2 separate regions of the Mus musculus genome follow, and region 1 is linked to region 2. Evidence: chromatin contacts called from public Hi-C data. All regions are on one chromosome and are shown on one strand. The core of a region is the stretch at or near the end of the contact, and the rest is flanking DNA. Distances in the headings are between cores, read along the strand shown. Region 1 has its middle 43 kb from the start of Mir124a-1hg. Region 2 overlaps Xkr6 (X-linked Kx blood group related 6).

Region 1 (5,713 bases), core at 205-2,704, 870 kb before region 2:
CCAAATAAACCCTTCCCTCCCCAACTTGCTTCGTGGTCATGATGTTTGTGCAGGAATAGAAACCCTGACTAAGACAGGCAGCATTAGGTTGTCGGTCTAATCAGCCATCCTGGGCCTCACAGTGAGTGTTGGAAACTCTCAATAGTTTGGTATGAACCCCTCTGGCCCCAGGCTTGTATATGGAAGGCTTGTTTCCCAGGGTAGCAGGGTTCAGAAGTGGGGCCTCTGGGAAGTGCCTGGATCACATGGACTCTGATTTCATCAATGGGTTAATTCACTGATAATCTAATCTAATGGCATTATGGGGTATATGCAGAAATGTTAGAAGGTGGGCCCTAGGTGGAGAAAGCAAGTTATTGACTCTCTTCCTTCTTTCCCTCCCTCCCTCCCTCCCTCCCTCCCTCCCTCCCTCCCTCCCTTCCTTCCTTCCTTCCTTCCTTCCTTCCTTCCTTCCCAGACTTGCTTTGTAGACCAGGGTGGTCTCAAACTCACAGAGATCTGCCTGCCTCTTCCTTTTAAGGCAGAGTACTGGTAGTAAAGGTGTAGGCTACCATACTTGATTTCTTTTCTTTTTTTTTTTGCTTTTTTATTTGTGTGTGTATAGTGTGCATGTTTTGTTTTATCTATCTATCTATCTATCTATCTATCTATCTATCTATCTATTTATTTATTTTTGCATGTGTGCCCATGCCTGAAGTTTTTGCCTATAAAGGACACATTATGTGGTTATGTTACTCTTCTTTTAAAAAAACGTTATGCTTTTCAAAAACACATATGTAAATTTAAAAATTTTTATTTATTTATTTATTTATTTATTTATTTATTTAATGCATGAATGCTTTGTCTGAATGTCTATACACGCACTGCATTTGTTCTTGGAGCCCACAGAGGTCAGGAGTGGTCATCAGGTCCCCAGTAACTGGAGTTACAGATGGTTGTGAACCACCATGCAGTGCTGAGAATTGAACCCAGGTCCTCTGAAAGAGCAACACGTGCTCTCAAGCACCAAGTTACTCTCTCCACACCTCCTTATGTTCATCTTATGAAAAAGGCTAGGATATGCTTTCAACCTCCTTTATAATCAAAAGTACTCACCTGACAGCCCAAACTGGTGAAATCGAATTGGGATTTCCAAGGAAGGTCTTTGCTTTCCCAATAGAGTCGACCATATTATGAAATTACTCAAGGAGAAGTCTTTCTTGAATATGGATGTGATATCTGGAGCAGAAGCAGCCATTCTGCGCCCTACAGACTGAAGATGGCAGAAAGCAAAGCTAGCAAGATTTGGACTTTCTGCTGGCCTCATGGGGGTCTAAAGAATCACAAACAGCCACACATACCTGGGCTCCTACCTCTGCAAAATGAATTTACTGTGGGTGTCTTAGAAGGGGGTGAGCAAAGTGTGGGAGTGCTTTTCCTGCCTGGTTCCAAGGCTGCTAGAAAGAGGCTGGGGGAAGATGGGCCCGCTATGAGCTGTCCGCCGGAGTGGTGCTGATCACCACGTTTTTTCCACTGGGAGCTGTCCCTGCAACTGCCAAAGTGAATGCCTGCTGTCTACCTCTGAGAGATCCAGCAAGAGTGGTCAAGTATGCATGTGTTTCTCAGAAGGATGAGTGTGTTTCTCAGAATATGCTGTGACAGTCATTCCAGAGGCTCATTTTTAACTGGTAGAACCCTTCCAAAACCTTCACTAAGCAGAGAGAATGGAATATGCTCAGGGGTTGGGGGACAGGGACGGGGACGGAGGTGGGGGGATGGAGAGGCTGGGGTTCTTATGGGGTCTGGGCTCAGGTAAAAGAGCATGAATTCTTTCTCATCCCCTTCGGTTCCCAGGAAACACTGGTCCAGGGATGTGGGATACAAAAAGGAGAGTGACCTGTGGAGACTAGCTTTCCTCCTTTGGTGCTGGCTTTCAAACTCCGGAAACTCCTCAAGGAAGGTCCCACTTGGGATCTTAGTCTGAGAGACGCCCCTAGCACCATTTTTTGACAGTGTAGAACCTTGTTTTGTTTTCCCGAGGATTCTGAGAGTTGAATCTTTTTTTTTCCCCCTTCTTTTGTTTCCTGTCCCTTCTTGTCACCAATGTGACATTTGGGACAGGGCATATTTAGATTCTTTGCTTCTCATCACTCGGTAAACAGACACCCCTAAGCATTTTTACCCCTGGTAGTTACTCCCGAGAAACTGACATGGGAAAAAAGGAAAACAAACTCCAAACACAGGTCAGTTGCTAAGTTACACGGACTCTTAAAAGCTTTGGCGAAATAGCTGGTGCTGATCTTGGTTGCAATCTAAATAGACCTTCTGACTCCACTTAACCCCTTTCTGACCCTTCCATAAGTCCATCCGCTGGCTTCACAGTCACCCTGTGATCTCTCTGCTGATTCACTGGTATGATGCATTTACATCTTCCGTGGATCTTTGGTGGGACCTGATGGGGGAAAGAGCTGGGTGAAGCTGGAGGAACAGACAAAGGCAGGGTTTACCTTTACCTGTGTGGGAACTTCTGTTTACCTATCCTCCAAATCCCGTACCAGTCAGGAAGTTCCTTTGGAAAATGCCTCTGTAACTATCGTTTTATCGGAGTCACGGCAGTATTTAACAGATACACTTGAGATCCAATCGTAGTTCTTTTTAAATTCCCAACTTGTTTAAGTGGAGAATTGCTTTGCATATTTAGAATTTCTTTGGCTTACCAAACTAGATCATAGCATTTCTCTCCATCTATTAAATCTATGACTAAGACATCCACTTAGCTCCCATGTAAATTCTTTTTAAAGGCAAAGGAGACATTCTTCCCTCTCCCCCCTATCTAATAGTATTGGAGACTCGGAATGGGCTATTTTATTTTATTTTATTTTTTGGTATTCAGACTTGGGCTATAAGGAGGGTGTGCTCTATTTTGTGGCCAAGTGTGGTCATCCTAAATGTCTGTTAGGAACTGGAGCCTGCTCCTTCTCCACCTCCTCATCCCTTACCCTTCCTTAGAGCTTTCATACCAGGCTATCCCTTGATAGCTCTTTTTATTTTGTAGTCCATGACTTACACATGACTGATTAAAGACAGTCTAAGTAGTCAGGCCTCTGGATTCAGCTCTGATTGCCTTTTCCTACCTCCCTTTCCAAATTACCTAGCTTTCACCATCTTTCAATTCCCCATCTGGGCTCCATCTTTTCTGGGATTGCGTTCCAGGAAACACAGCACAGAGGCTGTCTGCTTTTGGCAGTGAGAGTCAAGATATGCAGGATTATTCAATTAACACTAAATTACTCGTGTCTTCCATTGCTTCCCACTAGAATGCCTCTCTAGCTAGTTAAGAACTCACAGATGCTCCACAGGTAATTGAATCACTAGCATTTTGAAAAAAAACACTGTCGCTATCAGCACTGGAAATATTTATTTTTAAAAAAATCCTTTGACAATTTTATACATTCACGTAATGAACTTTGTCCTTTTTTAAAATTTATTGTTACCATCTTGGATGTAAGCATGTAGGGATCAGAGGACAGCTTTCAGGGTTCAGTTCTTGCCTCCCACCTTGTTGAGGCTGGGTCTGTCTTGTTTCTGTGGTGCTGTGTACTAGGTGAACTGTAAGCTTCTGGGCAGTTCTGTTTCTGCTTTTCATCTTGATTACAGATGCTACCACACTGGGCTTTTTTATGGATGTCCTAGGGATTGAGTTGTCAGCCCTAGGTTTTGGTTTTTGTCCCTTGTTAATCTGTTTTACCCCTTCCGTCTCCTACCCAAACTGTTCTTCCAATAAGTCCTCTTCCTCTTCCTCTTCCTCTTCCTCCTCCTCTTCCTCTTCTTCCTCCTCCTCCTCCTCTGCCTTCTTCTCCTCCTCTCATGCTCTCCTCCCCCCTTGGAAGCCATTGAGTTTAATTAGGGTTGTTTGCATGGGTATGGGTAGAGGGTTATTTACTGGAATACTCACAGCTTATCAGTGGCTACACTACTGCAGAAAACTTACTCTCCCTCCCCACCCCCACACTCCTGGTGTATTGCACCAGCAGCCATTAACTACCAACAGCCCCTCAGGGAGGAATGGGGTCTTAAGAGCCCCCTTTCCATCCATGATGCATCTTAGTATCTTGAAGGTAGAGGAGAAAGATGTGGCCATAATATCTCCCCAATCTCTCGGCCACTTACCCCTTTGAGATAAGTTTTTTTACATGTATACACATATATGTGCTTGAATGTGTGTGTATGTATATGCCTGCATGCCCCGGTATACTAATAGAAGTCAGAGGACAATTGAGGGGAGCCAGTTCTTTCCTACCATGTGGGTTCTGAAAATCAATCTCAGATGCACAGGCTTGACAGCAAGCCTTCCCCATCCGAGCATCTTGCTGTCCCTAGTTCCTTGCCTTCTCTTCATCCCACCCACTGTGCTGTCCATCATGACAGGGGTCCTTTTCTCCCAGCCTCCCTGCTGCTTTCACTTGCTACCCGGGGCTCACAAACTCCTCGAGTCATAAGCAATATGACTTCTTTTCTTTTCCTGCCTACCTACCTATTTTCCCCAAGGGTGGGCCCTATTGCTTTTTTAGAGTGGGTTCTTCCACACTTGGACGCTGTTTCCAGGACACAGACAAACTGCACTCTGTCAGACATCTTGGTGCTCGTGTCCCTGGCATAGTCAGTTTGGGAACTTCAGCTTTGTAGAACTCTAGATTTAACAAAAGATTCATTAGTGGGTGATTATCCACTCCACAAAGGATTCCTTTAAATAGAAAATTCCCAAAATAAGCTTAAAATAGCTTTCATTTAACCCAAACCCAATTTGTATGCCCTGTTCAATAACACACTGATTGTTAAAGATGAGGTACACTTGTACTTATTTATAGACTAATTACTTGTTTGTCCATTTAGCCCCCCACTTCTTACCTAGTAGACCACACCCCTTCTTTCAGATTCTTCCAGATTCTGTCCTGGGGAGAAGGCCTTGTATTTTCTGTTCTCAGTCTGGTTGTCCTGTTGAGTCCTGTTGTCAGGACTGCCTGTGACTCAAGGGGGGTTTTGCCACCAGAGACCACTCCAACCTCCAGTTCTCTTCAGATCTCTCAGTGCACACAGCCAGCAGCAGTAGAGCCCACACTTGATTGGAACTGGTTTTCTGAGTGCCACTGGGGTTGCGCCTGTTCTGTTTAAGGGCTTTCAGATAACTGAGGGACAGTCTACATCTCATTTCCCCAAAACTAAATCAAGGGACCTTTCCTCCAATCCCACAATAGTTATTTTATTAGTCTGCTAATGATTGCTATAAAAAAATACACAAGACCAGAAACTTCATAAAAAGAGCTCAGTTTGGGAGGAGGAATGTCCATACAGCATGTCATTGGTTCTGATGAAGGCCCTTGGGGTGTAGCACTTTATGGCAAATGTGTCGTGGCTTGAATATGTGTGTGAGGTAAGATCACCGGGTGAGACAGGAAGCCAGAGAGAGACCAGGGACGTGCCAGGATGGCTCTTTTATAACAACCTTTTCCCTGGGAACTAATGATAATCCCAAGAGAATCACCTTAATTTCTTCCTAGTGCAGTGTCCCCAGTGGCTTACCCATAAAAGGTCCTATTACCTCTCACATCTGCACACTGGAGACCAAGCTTCCAACATAAGAACCCTTGGGGGAGGCACTCGGAACAGACTCAAATCAGAGACCACGTTGCATATTTTAGTGAAATGACCTGTGTTTCACACACCATAGTCATGT
Region 2 (5,500 bases), core at 443-2,942:
ACAGAGTAATGGAGTAAGCAGATTATGACTAACAAAACCACACAGTTCATGACATGGGAATACAGAAAATCACAGAGCATGACCTGGTACTGTATGGCTGAATTTCAGGTCCATTGAAAGAAGTGCTGGCACAAGAGGGAGGGGTCTCAGAGTCTTAAGACCTTATCTAACATGAGATTCCAGATGGAGGCCCTGGAACTGTACCACCCAGTTAAATGGAAATCATAAAAGCTTTCTGAATAAAAGAAAGGAATGTTATTAACAGGGACTTTCTAGGAAAGAAACATTTCAAACCTGATTAATGATAGTAAAAGGCCACACAACTGAATCTCTGAGCATCCTCCATACCCCATCCCTTCCTGTGACTAGGAGACACAGTACTGAATGCCGGGGAATCACTCTGGTGAGTGAATATTCTAGTTACTGCTTACTTAAGCACATATATACATACATGTACAACTATAAGAGATAAATATTTGCCATGCTTTTATATATGTTTGTATGTGTATGTATGTGGGTGTGCATGTGCCTGTGTATGTGAGGGTGCTTTCAGTGCCGGGAGGGGATATTAGATGCCCTGGAGCTGGAGTTATAAGTGATTGTGAGCCACCTGACATGGGAGTTGGGAACCAACTCAGGTCTTCTGCTAAAGCAGAAAGCGCTCCAGACTGCTGAACCATTTCCCCAGCCTCTATAAGTATTGTCCTTCACCCAATATATTTTTTTTTCAGATTTTTCTCGTGATACTAATGCAGCTTTTACTTAACAGCTATATAATATTCCACTAATGAATATCTATAATTTGTTATTATTTTTTATTTTTAATGGTTTTGCAACCATAACTAGTACTATGGAACACATTCCCAGCTGGAGTGTCAGGTGACAGGTGGATGATCAACTTCAGTGTTCTTGAGATATTAGTAACTACACTTGCCACCCACCAGGAGTATGTGGGCCACTCCTTGGCAGGCTTGCCTGCAGTTCGTGCCCCATGATAGACACAGATGGCATTCTTTTTGTTTGCATTCCTGGGTTACAAAGAGGTCAAATACTTTACTGTACTTACTGATCCTTTTATTTCCACCTCAGAAATCCCTCATTTATGGGCTGAGGAAGATAGCTCAGACAGCAAAGTGCTTCCCTTGCAAGCATGAGGGCCTAAGTTTGATCTCCCAAGGCCATTTTTTCAAAAAGGGAAACAGTTGACACACTAGTAATCCCAGCACTCTACGAGTAGAGACAGGAGGAGCCCTTTCTTCCCATGCTCAGAAGGGGGCTGTGAGCCTGAAGCATTTTTCCTTAATGTTTTTCCTGTTTACGACTCAGGTGTCAGAAATAAAATTAAATAAAAAATCTCACTGCAACTCGCTGAGCATGCAATCATACATGCGCACACACATACAAATGGAAAAGCAAGGGACATTCCATTAAAGAACACCTACCCTATGTTTTATTCTATTTATCTTACCTTTAAATTTCTGGTTGTGGCTTACTGAACTGCCATCAGAGTCCAAACAGCACTCGGACCTGAGATCAGCCGTGAGCTTTGAGGGGTTGGATGAGAACTCTGGCTGGAAAGGTGGGATCCTCTAGAGGCCTTGGTGTAATGCTACAGAGAACCATGCATCACTCCCTGCACTAGATCCGAGGGAGCTGTCCGTGGTGCTGCCTGCAAAATAATGCTGCTGTCACTACCTACTGAACTAGAGCCGTGGGAGCTGTCCGTGGTGCTGCCTGCGGAGTAACTGTAGTCACCACTTACTGCACTAGATTCCATGGGAGCTGTCCGTGGTGCTGCCTTCAGACACCAGCAAGAGTCTGGAGATAAGGGTTCAGATGTACTTCCTCCTGGGCGGGGGGGGGGGGGGGGGGCCAAGGTCCTCAGCCAGTATAGAGCTGAGACTCCTTTTCAAACCCTTGATTTTTCTGCTATACAACAATCAATGAATAGGTTTCTCATAACAGAATGCCATGGTTGAGGCCTGCCCAATATTCCAGATAGCTGGGCTCAGTTATGGTCTGACATGTTCCCTAAAGGCTTTGTCAAAGGCTTGAGCCTAGTTTAGTAGAACTCAAAGATGGGGCCTTTAGGAATGACTGGGTAGTGGATGTTCTGATGGATTCCGTTTAACAGGCTACTGGCGGTGGGGTAGAAACTAGAAGGTGGGCAAAGCTGCAGGAAGTGGCTGTTGAAGGGGCTATCTTTTCTCAGGCCCCCTCCTTTTTCTCTCTGCTTCCTAACAACCATGAGGAACTCTGTTCTATCACATGATTCTTGCCATGAGTCTCTACCTCATCCAAGTCAAGAAGCCAGAGCAGTGACCATGTACTGAAACCACAAGCCAAAATAAGTCTGTCTCCTTTATCTTAGTCAGGGTTTCTATTCTTGTACAAACAACATGACCAAGAAGCACTTGGGGAGGAAAGGGTTTATTCAGCTTACACTTCCACATTGCTGTTCATAACCAAGGAAGTCAGAACTGGAACTCAAGTAGGTCAGAAAGCAGGAGCTGATGCAGTGACCATGGAGGGATGTTCTTTACTGGCTTGCTTCCACTGGCTTGCTCAGCTTGCTTTCTTATAGAACCCAAGACTACCAGCCCATAGATGGTACCACCCACAAAGGGCCCTCCCCACTTGATCACTAATTGAAAAAATGCCTTGCAGTTGGATCTCATGGAGGCATTTCTCCAACTGGTGCTCCTTTCTCTGTGATAACTCCAGCTGTGTCAAGTTGACACAAAACTAGCCAGTACACCTTTGGTTTATTTTTGCCATGATTTCTGCCAGAGATGATGGAAAGCCAACAAAAGCCTCTAATATGAGGTAATGAAGGCCAAAGAGGCATCTTTCCCAGTGTGGCCACACTGAGTAATTCTTTTTCTGCTTTCCACTATTAATTTGGCTCTTTTTATTGGCTAACTGAGGATCAGTGATTGGACCTGACTTGAGGTGGAGGTTGTGACCTACCATGTTTGATAACTGTTCCATGACAGGACCTGGAGCCACTTGCCAGACTGCTCACCACTGGCTTAGGGTCACGTGACCCTGTGGTATGTTCCCTTGCTCCAGCATTCCAACTTAGCTTTTGGCTACAGTCGCACCAGTCACCTCTCCCCACACACAAAGAGAACTCTTGTGCAACCTGCCAAAGCCAAGCCCTGAGGCTCCAAAACCCTGTCGTTTTCCAGGTCCCAAGTCAGCAGATTGCATCTTGCACATATGGTGGTCCATCTTCCATCACAGAATGTAGTCCCAGCAATCGTATTAAGAGATTTGGGGCAGAGCACCATGGTGGCTCAGCAAGTAAAAGTGCTTGCACCAAAGCCTGAAGACCTGAGTTTGACTCCGGGAAACGCATGATAGATGGAGAGAAATGATTGTTGAAAACTCTCCTCTGACCTCAACATGTTTGTTTAATGTACACACACACACACACACACACACACACACACACACACACACACACACACACTAAATGGAATTTAAAAAGAGACTGGGGTGGCATGACTCTTAACATGTATTTGTATCTGGCTTATGTGTTCCAAATCCATGATATAAATGATACAATAACTATAGTAACTACTCCAGGTCAAAGCTGTTTTTTTTTTTAATTTTATATATGTAATGAGCTTGCTATCTGTGACACAAAATATAGAATTTCATACTTCTGAGTCTTTATGTTACTGGGTTTTTTGTTGTTGTTGTTGTTTGGGGCATATATAATCCATACACACACACCAAATCACCTCAGAAACAGAAAAACAAACTCTCTCTTCTGCTCCCAAATACCCGCTTCAAGTCATCTGCTGTGGTGCATGGAGCTGCTGGCGCTCTCACGAGGCCAATACCTGGGGATCGTACTGCAGCTCCCACACAGAACTTAGATTCCACACATACAGATCCTCACAACCACATGAGGCAGGGACACCATCATTATCAGCACCATCATCAGAATCAACTAGAGGTTAACTGTCTTCCAAAGCCGAAGTCTGCCTGTACCTCCCCACTGCAGGCAGAAGGCTGCTTCCCATTCACAGACTGCTCCTCGCCAGACAGACACAAAAGAAGACAAAGGCAGCTGATTCACAGGCAAGCTGCCTTGTACAATCATGAATGAATGAGTCTGCAACTCTGGGACAGAAACAGGAATTCTCCCAGTGAAGGCAGCCGAGTGCTTTCATTTTATACAAAGATGAGACTATTATTTCATTTTCTTTCCCCAGATATCAATCTGTGAAGTTCTTTTGTTTTCTGGCTCTATTTGGTTGCTTTTGAGACAGGGCCTTGGTATGTAGAACTCAAATTTGTAGGGATCTTCCTGCCTCTGCCTTTCAAGTGCTGGGACACCACCAGCCTGGCTAGTGATCTGGAATTTTACAGTCCATTTCAGTTTGTGATTATAGTGTAGACCAAACAACAATGAATTGTGTTGTTTGTCCTCCATATAATTACACAACTATAAAGTATTATTAAATACTTTGTACAACCTATTTTTCAAAAGCTACTAGAATATGGTGACACCTAAGGAAGGCACTAAGTCAGCCACAGAACTTGGAAATGTTCTAATGAAAGAACCAATGCCGTGTTGTTATATCACCCCCAGGACATGAAGTTCTGGGTCCCCTCTGCACAGAATCAGGAAGAGCACCAGCCCTTCCTGCCAACATGGGATAAGGGCCATAGCCAAACACATCTGGTACACTGAGACGTTCTAATGTGTAAACCAAAGCCTGCAAGAGGAATAACCTAAGATACCCACCCTGTACCTGGCTCAGCTCTTTGAGTTGTAGACAAGTACAGGGTATTTCACAGAACTTACCCAGTGGCTCTAAGGTACAGCTCAAGCATGACTAAGTTTTAAAAGCCACTTGCCAGTCTGGCTTCCATACCTGTTAAGAACTGATAACAACTTAATAAAGGGGAGTATTTATCTCAAAATATTTGCTGTTAACTAGCAATCCCATTGTCTTCCAGTTAAGTCTACAATGAAAAATAACTTTCAGAGTCATTTTGTTCCAGATTTGGGAAGACAGCTTTTTAATAATATGTAAAATAAATTTTGAGGGCAGGTGAGATGGGTCACTTGGAAAGCGTGGTTGCCAACAAGTCTGATGACCTGAGTTTGATCCTTGGGACCCACACAGGGGAAGACAAGCACTAAGTCCTAAAGGGGATAGTGTGACCTTTGTCCTGCCACCTGTCCTTAGTTGACCATCAAGTACACAGAACTCTGTTAAGAGTTTAAGCATTAATGCGAGCCTCCTAGCATCATCTTCAAGTGTGTTTGTATCTTTGCATTTTAAAAACTGAAAATATTCGGAGCCCAGAGTCCTTTGGCCAGGTGCCAGAAATTTTCAGAAAGCCAGACTCTACAATTTAGAGTTGGCTGTGATTTAGTTTCCTTCTGCTGTTTAGATAAAATCACTGAGCAAAAGCAACTAAGGGAAGGAAGGTTTATTTCAGTGTACAGGTTATATTTCACTATTGAGAGAACTCA

Evidence for each region. Hi-C and Micro-C count contacts between places; a contact is called where the count stands out from the background.
Region 1: a Hi-C map of Sertoli cells shows a contact between it and region 2, with 4 times the contacts expected there. The contact joins two enhancer-like sites. A contact is called at or near these places in 2 of 484 Hi-C or Micro-C datasets (Sertoli cells and extraembryonic endoderm stem cells).

The regions. Positions count from the first base shown.
Region 1 is chr14:64,542,757-64,548,469 of GRCm38.p6, reverse strand. No RefSeq gene overlaps it. Among named protein-coding and RNA genes, the nearest start is that of Mir124a-1hg, 43 kb to the left of the region's middle. Within about 2 kb of position 1,454, at least 20 of the 459 cell types and tissues checked have an H3K27ac peak or open chromatin away from gene starts, as enhancers often do. A contact at or near this core is called in Sertoli cells, where this site is marked.
Region 2 is chr14:63,677,918-63,683,417 of GRCm38.p6, reverse strand. All of the region lies in intron 1 of Xkr6 (X-linked Kx blood group related 6), which reads right to left. Among named protein-coding and RNA genes, the nearest start is that of Gm38524, 31 kb to the right of the region's middle. Within about 2 kb of position 1,692, at least 113 of the 459 cell types and tissues checked have an H3K27ac peak or open chromatin away from gene starts, as enhancers often do. A contact at or near this core is called in Sertoli cells, where this site is marked.